Linked DNA regions of Mus musculus: region 1 is linked to region 2. The links are chromatin contacts, called in public Hi-C maps. All regions are on one chromosome and are shown on one strand. Each heading gives the region's core, a stretch centred on a gene start, on an enhancer-like site or on the middle of the called end of the contact. The rest is flanking DNA. Distances are from core to core; before and after follow the strand shown. Region 1 overlaps Hdgfl2 (HDGF like 2). Region 2 overlaps Sh3gl1 (SH3-domain GRB2-like 1).

What was found. Hi-C and Micro-C count contacts between places; a contact is called where the count stands out from the background.
Region 1: a Hi-C map of liver shows a contact between it and region 2, with 1.8 times the contacts expected there. The contact joins two enhancer-like sites. A contact is called at or near these places in 7 of 39 promoter capture datasets (the 3T3-L1 cell line, 3T3-L1-derived adipocytes, erythroid cells and 3 more), 5 of 484 Hi-C or Micro-C datasets (the 3T3-L1 cell line, LSK cells, embryonic stem cells and 1 more), 7 of 115 datasets of contacts at active chromatin or transcription factors (the HPC-7 cell line, embryonic stem cells, epiblast stem cells and 3 more) and 3 of 9 other capture datasets (adipose tissue, liver and pancreatic islet).

The regions. Positions count from the first base shown.
Region 1 is chr17:56,096,625-56,100,695 of GRCm38.p6, forward strand. It overlaps Hdgfl2 (HDGF like 2), which reads left to right. Exons shown (of 16, transcript NM_008233.4): 7 at 224-392; 8 at 464-539; 9 at 611-902; 10 at 1,258-1,361; 11 at 1,860-1,933; 12 at 2,059-2,129; 13 at 2,350-2,451; 14 at 2,553-2,763; 15 at 3,235-3,361; 16 at 3,721-3,981. The coding sequence ends at 3,829. Plin4 (perilipin 4) reads right to left here. Exons shown (of 8, transcript NM_001372234.1): 8 at 3,963-4,071. Among named protein-coding and RNA genes, the nearest start is that of n-TEctc4, 6.6 kb to the left of the region's middle. Within about 2 kb of position 2,792, at least 11 of the 459 cell types and tissues checked have an H3K27ac peak or open chromatin away from gene starts, as enhancers often do. A contact at or near this core is called in liver, where this site is marked.
Region 2 is chr17:56,026,592-56,030,301 of GRCm38.p6, forward strand. All of the region lies in intron 1 of Sh3gl1 (SH3-domain GRB2-like 1), which reads right to left. Among named protein-coding and RNA genes, the nearest start is that of Sh3gl1, 8.2 kb to the right of the region's middle. Within about 2 kb of position 1,485, at least 48 of the 459 cell types and tissues checked have an H3K27ac peak or open chromatin away from gene starts, as enhancers often do. A contact at or near this core is called in liver, where this site is marked.

The DNA.
Region 1 (4,071 bases), core at 1,542-4,041, 71 kb after region 2:
GCAGATTTTCAGTGCATACCTGCCGTGGAAAGCCCCTGGTGGGCTTGGCCCTGCCCCTGTCATCAGGAACTACCAGGTGCCCAAGACCCATGTGTCTGCTGTGGATAAGGAGCAGAACTGTATCTCTTGGGGACTGCAGCCACCTCTGCCATCACCCTACCACCCTGTGTGGCTCCTCTTCCATTTTGGGCTCTAGCACCCCACTGGCTATGCCTGTCCCCAGAAGGTGCCATCAGCCTCGGATTCAGACTCCAAAGCCGACTCAGATGGGGCCAAGGAGGAGCCTGTGGTTACAGCACAGCCGTCTCCATCCTCCTCGTCGTCGTCCTCATCATCATCCTCCTCAGACTCAGATGTGTCTGTCAAGAAACCCCCTCGAGGTAGAAAGCCAGGTAAGACCTGAGCCAGCTTTCATATACCCCTGGGAGGCCATGAAGAGAAGGTCACCACTCCTTTTCCACAGCTGAGAAGCCACCCCCAAAACCCCGAGGGCGGAGACCAAAGCCAGAACGACCACCTTCCACCTCCAGCAGTGACAGGTGGGTGTCACCCAGTGATATGGGGGCCGCAGAGTGTGCTGGGATCCCCACTGATAGACTCTCCATCCCAGTGACAGTGACAGTGGTGAAGTAGACCGCATCAGTGAATGGAAGAGACGTGATGAAGAGCGAAGGCGTGAGCTGGAGGCTCGGAGGCGACGGGAGCAGGAGGAAGAGCTCCGGAGACTTCGAGAACAGGAGAGGGAGGAGAAGGAGCGGCGCAAGGAGCGGGCAGAGCGTGGGGGCAGCAGTGGAGAGGAGCTGGAGGACGAGGAGCCTGTGAAGAAGCGTAGCCGAAAGGCTCGAGGCCGAGGCACACCATCCTCCTCTGACTCAGAACCTGAGGGGGAGCTTGGGAAAGAGGTGTGTGGTGCCCCCCTCTTCACCTGAGTCACAAGACACTGACCCTGGGCACCACTCTTTTGAGCACCTACTGGGTACTGGGCCTCATCCTGGGTGTTGGTGATACAATGGAAACACAGGACCCCAGGCCTAGAAAATAGGGATAGCCAGTCGAGGGTCCTTCCAGCATATATATGGCTTGTCTCTCACATGGAGATCTGGACTTCAAAGATCCTCCTAAAGGCCAGGGGAGCCATTGCCCAGATATGCTGGGTGGGGGGCGGGGGCAGAGCCCACAGCTCTGTAGACTAAATGAGGGGAATAGGGGACAAATTTTATCTGAGGCAGCAACCTGTCCTTTGGCTGCTCCCTGTAGGGGAAGAAGTTGGCCAAGAAGTCCCAACTGCCAGGCTCAGAGTCTGCAAGGAAGCCTGGGCAAAAGGAGAAGAGAGGGCGGCCAGATGAGAAGCCACGAGCCAGGTCAGCATCTGTCCTGAGCCCTGGATCTATGAGTTTAGCCTCAGAGCTACACCTATCCAAGGGTTCCTCCGACCCTTGAGCCTGCAGCCGCAGGACTTGCCCTGCCCCTGCCTTACTATGGGAGTCCCTCCTGGGCCACATGTGGCTGTCAGACTAGGAGCTGCTGGCTTATAGTGAGTGGGTAGAGGCCAACAGCAATGTCCAGAATACCAAAAAGCAATCCAGCCGGTATCCACAGCACCCAGAAACTTTAACTCAGCTGCAGGTGGTGCAGTACAGCTCCTGTTTGTTCCCTAAGTATATTCCCAGCTAGTGCTAATTAGAGCTGCCCGTGGTGGGTGTCAGCAGTGTGTCATGGTCGCCACACAGCAGGGGGTGTGATAGGTCAGCCACGTGATCCTCATCTGCACAGAAGCAGAGAGGGCCCCAGGCCCCTGGCCTTACTGTCCTCACCTTGGGCCTCCCAAGATAGCCTGTCTGATGGGAGCCTCTCTATAGGCCTGTGAAGGTGGAGCGGACGCGGAAGCGGTCAGAGGGTCTCTCACTGGAAAGGAAGGGGGAGAAGAAGAAAGGTGAGCACTAGCAATGGTGTTGGGTTGCACGGCTCCGGTGTGAACCTGTGATGGTGAGAGGGGCTGGGCCACCTTATACCTGGGGCCAGAGCCACCCTGCTCGAGCTAGTATCTCTCCTGCCCAGAACCCTCCGTAGAGGAGAGACTGCAAAAGCTGCACAGCGAGATCAAATTTGCACTGAAGGTTGACAACCCAGTAAGACACCTGCTGCAACCCCACACTGTCCTGAAATGGGTGCTTTTCCTCAACCACCTCCTTACTGATTCCTTGGAAGTCTTGGGAAACTGAGGCAGGGTCCCCTGGATGGAGGAGTGGGTTTCATAGTATTTCAGGGATTGCCTTGCAGTCTCCCCTGGGAACAGCAGGCAGCATTCTAGGAGACAGCCTGGGCTGCCTCTCCACTCTTGCCTTGCAGGATGTGAGGAAGTGTCTGAGTGCACTGGAAGAACTGGGGACTCTGCAGGTAACCTCTCAGATTCTTCAGAAGAACACAGATGTGGTAGCAACGCTGAAGAAGGTATAGCATGGGCAAAGCATCTAGGAGATGGTGGTGGTGTCTAAGGGGAGGTCTCGGGGCACAGCCATTTGCCCTTCTAAGCCTGGCCTCCTGGTGGCCAGATTCGCCGGTACAAGGCCAACAAGGATGTGATGGCGAAGGCAGCAGAGGTCTACACCCGGCTCAAGTCACGGGTCCTGGGGCCGAAAGTTGAGGCTCTCCAGAAGGTGAACAAGGCTGGAGCCGAGAAGGAACGGGCCGATAACGAGAAGCTAGAGGAGCAGCCGGGGGAGCAGGCTCCCAGAGAGCTGGCAGAGGATGAGCCCAGCACCGGTGAGGGCTGCCTGCACCAGGCCAGAGGGCAGGGGAACAGTGCCATGTTTGTCCCCAGCAAGCTTGCCAGACCTAACCTCATTCTGGGGCAGCTGGCACAGTGTGTTCAAGCTCTACTAGGTGCTAGAAATGGGGTGCTGGAAGTGTTCTTTGGGCCATAGCACCTATATGCACTTAAACTGCTTGTAAGTTTGACCCCAGCTGAGTGAGGAGGGTTCTTTTTTTTTTTAAAAGATTTATTTATTTATTATATGTAAAGTACACTGTAGCTATCTTCAGACACTCCAGAAGAGGGTGTCAGATCTCGTTACAGATGGTTGTGAGCCACCATGTGGTTGCTGGGATTTGAACTCTGGACCTTCGGAAGAGCAGTCGGGTACTCTTACCAACTGAGCCATCTCACCAGCCCCGGTGAGGAGGGTTCTAATGAAAGGCAAGCTGTGTGTTCATAATGACCCTCTGTCTCCCTAGATCGGTCAGCACCTGTGAATGGTGAGGCCACATCCCAGAAGGGGGAGAACATGGAAGACAGAGCACAGGAAGACGGGCAGGACTCTGAAGATGGCCCCAGGGGTGGCTCCTCAGAAGAGCTGCATGAGTGAGTCCCTGGGACATCAGGTGCATTCCCTGCACGATGGAGCCCTCACCCTGCCCCTACCACATGCTGGGGCCAACCAACACTCTGATCTTGGCCCACATTAGGCCACCCCAGGCTTCCAGCTACTGGTACTCTGGGAAAGAACTCCCTGCTGACTGTCTAGGTCTAGCCCTCCAGTAACCACCATGAGCACTGACCACCAGACTGAGCTACAGTTGGACTGGGGAGGGTCAGGAAGGCCATACAAGGCACAGGTGCCTTTGACAGGAGTGTCACCCTTCCTTGGCTGCCCACCGACCCATTAGCTCCATGGTGACACCAGGCAACCGCATGCTTACCAACCTTCTTTATGCCCCCAGCAGCCCACGCGACAACTCGGACCCAGCCAAGCCTGGAAATGAGCGTCAGGACCATGAGAGGACACGGCTGGCCTCTGAGTCTGCCAATGATGACAATGAGGACAGCTGAGCTCCAGCCACTGTGGCCATGGTGCCATGTCCATCCCCAGCCTCCCAGGGAAGTGCTGCGCTGTTTGTATTTGTGGTCTGGGCTTTTCTGCCTAGTTCTGTGATTTCAATTGACATGAAATGGCTATAAAGAATTTTGTAATGAAAAAGAAACAGCTTTTATTGGCTTAGGTGCTGGCTACCATGAGCAGTATAGGGAGCCAGACCTGATTCAGGGCAGGTCTCATACCCACAGGCTGGCAG
Region 2 (3,710 bases), core at 235-2,734:
GCACTGTACATATTTGGGATGCTTGGGTGCTTGTCAAGACACTGGCTAGTTAGAGCCACCCTGTCTAGGTGTTGCTGGTCTTACAATAACTATTATTTTTGTCTGTAAGGTTCAAGAGGGAAAAGAGATGATTGACCTAAGCACAAACACAACCAGCAGGTCATAGGAGGTGCTAGGCCCGACTGGGAGGGAGGAGTGGGCACCTGTGTGGAAATAGCCAGACAAGAGGGATGCCAGTGGCCTGTCAGATGAGCAAGAGGAACCCGGCATGGGACATAGTCCCATTAAAACTGCCAACACGTTCCTCAGGAGAGCACATGAAATTAGTCTCAGAGGTGCCCTACCTTCCTGCAACCCATGCCCTTAGACACTGTGAGCTCCAGAGGCACTGCAGGAAGGAGTTAATGAGGATTATGCAGTGCAGGACACCCACAGGGTTAACCTGGTCAATGTGTTTTGTGCATAAACCTGGACATATTGCCAGCTTCCTGAATGAACATTCAGCAGTGCCTGTGACCAGTGATTTATTGTCAGTGCCCAGGGGACAAGTGTACAGAGCTGAAGGTTGGGTCTGCACAGCACAGGAAGTGCCTTCAGTCAGTAACAAGGGCAAGGGCTCAGAATACTGGCTTCCATTCTCTAAAGGCCCAGATACTGATCCTGGTCCTTAGATCTATGAGTGTGCCCTCGTTAGGAACTGTGGGATCCCTAAAGCAAAAAGGCCTATGACAGAGACTGAAACCTCCTAACTAAGCCAGAACAAACCTCTCTCGGCAAAACTGCCCCTCCCAGGCATGTTGTTACAGTGACTGAAAGCAGAGTGAAGATGACTTTCAGAGGCCAGGTCCCACTCAACACATCTCTCAAGTCACCAGTGCAGGACCCTTAATTTGGAACGACACTGGACTACTTCAGTCACAGCCAACAGCAGCACACCAGCATCCTGACAGAGCTCAGCTTCTGTGGCCTGTGAGGCTTATATTTCCTCATCCTGGGACACAAGTGCACATGAGCACCATACTCAGGGATCAGCCTGAAAAGCACACGCACTGACTGAAGCCTGGGAGTGTGGAGGCGTGGAAGCTTCGAGGCCGCGGGGTCACTTGGTGAGAGGCTTGGGGAGCTGGGACCAGAAGCAGCATGGCAGCCTTTGATCCCACTAGGAACACAGGCCCAGGTGCCAGCTCTGTTGAGAGTGCAGACCCTGGGATGGCAGATGAGCTAGGAAGTATAGAGGCTGAGTGGCAAGAGTTCAAGTGATGGCCTTAGCTTCAGATTCATGGTGATCCCCCTGCCTCTGTCTCCTGAGTGCCAGGACCCATGCTTAGGCCAGCAGCCCTGGTTCTCAGAGAACAGGACTGACCATAGGCCTGGGAGCCTCCCAAGCTTTTTGTGGTTCGCCAGCTTGGGCAACACAACAGGGTGGCTGAAATATCACCCTCCCCAAGGGTTCAAACACACAGCAACAGTGGCTCTGGGCCTGGACAGGGTCACACCGATGGAATAACCTGGTTATTTTCCAGGCTAGGATCACAGATACCGATATGGTCACAGCAAGCAGGCAGGGCTCTCAGCCAGGGCACCTGCCCAAGGGTCAGCCACATGATGACCATGTACTGCCCCACTGCAAAAACAGCGAGACTTAGAGGTATCGTACCCCTCTGCTAGGACAAATGACAGATGAAATGGTGACAGCATCTGAGTTCACAGACAGCTCATTCACAAAGCAGATTTCCAACCACCACATATGGATAACTGGGTCATCATCTGCCACCTCCTGCTGACAGTGCCCCATGCCATCTCAAGGTCCCTAACTAACAGGACTTATTCTAGATGTCATCAGAAACAGCTTGTGCCTTACACTGAGGAAGGGAGGTGGCCCCTGTATCGTACAATCCTGGAGTACATGGGCCAAGTACAGCTTGCCACTCTGCTGGCTCTGAAGAACAGAGGCAGCGCTAGCTGTTAGTGTGCATGAGCACAGGCATAGCCTGTTACCCTGGAGAGGGTGGAATGGAGCCTCTCTGCAAGGGCCTCAGAGAGCATCTCTACTCACAGCTGGCTGAGCCCTAGCAGCAGCGGCATCACATACTGTCCTGCTGACAGCCAGCAGGACTGGACTGCAGTTGATTCCTGCTGGCCATGGTGATGTCTGGACACTCCTTAAGACAGTTGCCAGCAGAAGCCACTGACTGCCAACCCTTCCTCCAGGCCCTACAACCTCACTCCAAATCCTCAGGTCTTCAGTTGTCTTCAGACTCAGTCTCAAACCTGCAGAACCCTAATTTCCCTGAGACCATGGGGAAGCTGTGGTGTTAGACACCAGGGAGTTAAGATGAAACTGCCAAGGGCCAGGTGACTCCCAGAGGTGGTGTGGGGACAACACTGTTCCTATGATGATCCTTTTACTGTTACACAAGGCCAGGGGAAACTCCTGGGTGGGCATGAGTGAGCTTTGCACAGTTCTCCAACCTGCCACACTGGGACACCCACTGTGAACCAGAGAATTTACTCTTCACTCTCTCCCTAGGGTATCTGAAACTCCACTTACCTAATCATGGCACACAAAAACACCAAGACTCCCCTCCTACCTTTTGTTCCAGAGTTATGGTGATGGAGCCAGAGCCCCTGCCCATACAGGGAGGGGGCTTTACCCCTAGGCTACGCCCCCAGCCCCTCACTGGGGACTTTGGGGGCAGGGGCTCTGCCACTATGTCACACCCTGGAAGAATCCATTAAAGGCAGATTTAAAATGGAGCTTTAGGCTAGACATGGTGGTGAACAGCTGTGACCTCAGGACTTGGGAAGCTGGAATAGGACTGTGAATTCAAGTTAGGATGGATTAGAGTAAGACTGTCTGAAAAGGAAATAACTAAAACACTTCCTGTGAAGAGTAGTCAGGCTATGGAGTGAACAGGCAGCTGGTGAGGCTCCTGAGCTCCTGCACAGGTCCATATGAGTGCTGGTGGGCAAGCTGGGGAACGGCAACTGGAGTCACACTCAGTGCTGGGATAGGGGATGAGGGTGTGGGAGTGGTGGGTGCTGAGGAGTGGCTCCCAGACAGAATGGGAGGTCAGGAGGGACCTAAAAGACAAGGTGGTTCCAGATACTCCATAGGGAGTGGCAGGTAGTGTAACTACATGCAAGTGCATGAGATGCAGCCAATGCCGCCTGGACAAAGAAGTGAAGTAGGTCTCTGGGCTAGAGGTGATCCAACTCATGGAGACCTGAGCCAGGGTGTGTGGAGACTGCTGCTTCCCAGCAGGGTGGCCTAGCTCCTCCGGGGAGAAAGGCAGCCTGGCTGTTCCCAGTCTGCTCTGTCAGCTCTGGGTCACAGTTGGTGCTGTGACACTCTGTAGTCTCCTATGGCCTAGCCTAGCAAGCCTCTCTCCTGAGTCCTAGAGATACATCCTAAGACCAGAGGGCTATAGTCAGGCTAATTTATCTGTAAGACCAGTCAGACTTAGCTGGGCGTGGTGGCGCACACCTTTAATCCCAGCTCTTAGGAGGCAGAGGCAGGTGGATTTCTGAGTTCGAGGCCAGCCTGGTCTACAGAGTGAGTTCCAGGACAGCAGGGCTACACAGAGAAACCCTGTCTCAAAAAAACAAAAACAAAACAAAACAAACAAACAAAAAAACCAGTCAGACTTGCTCCTGGCCAAGTTTCAAAGGACCCATGAGCTACCCAGTTCCCTCAAGTACTTCGTGAT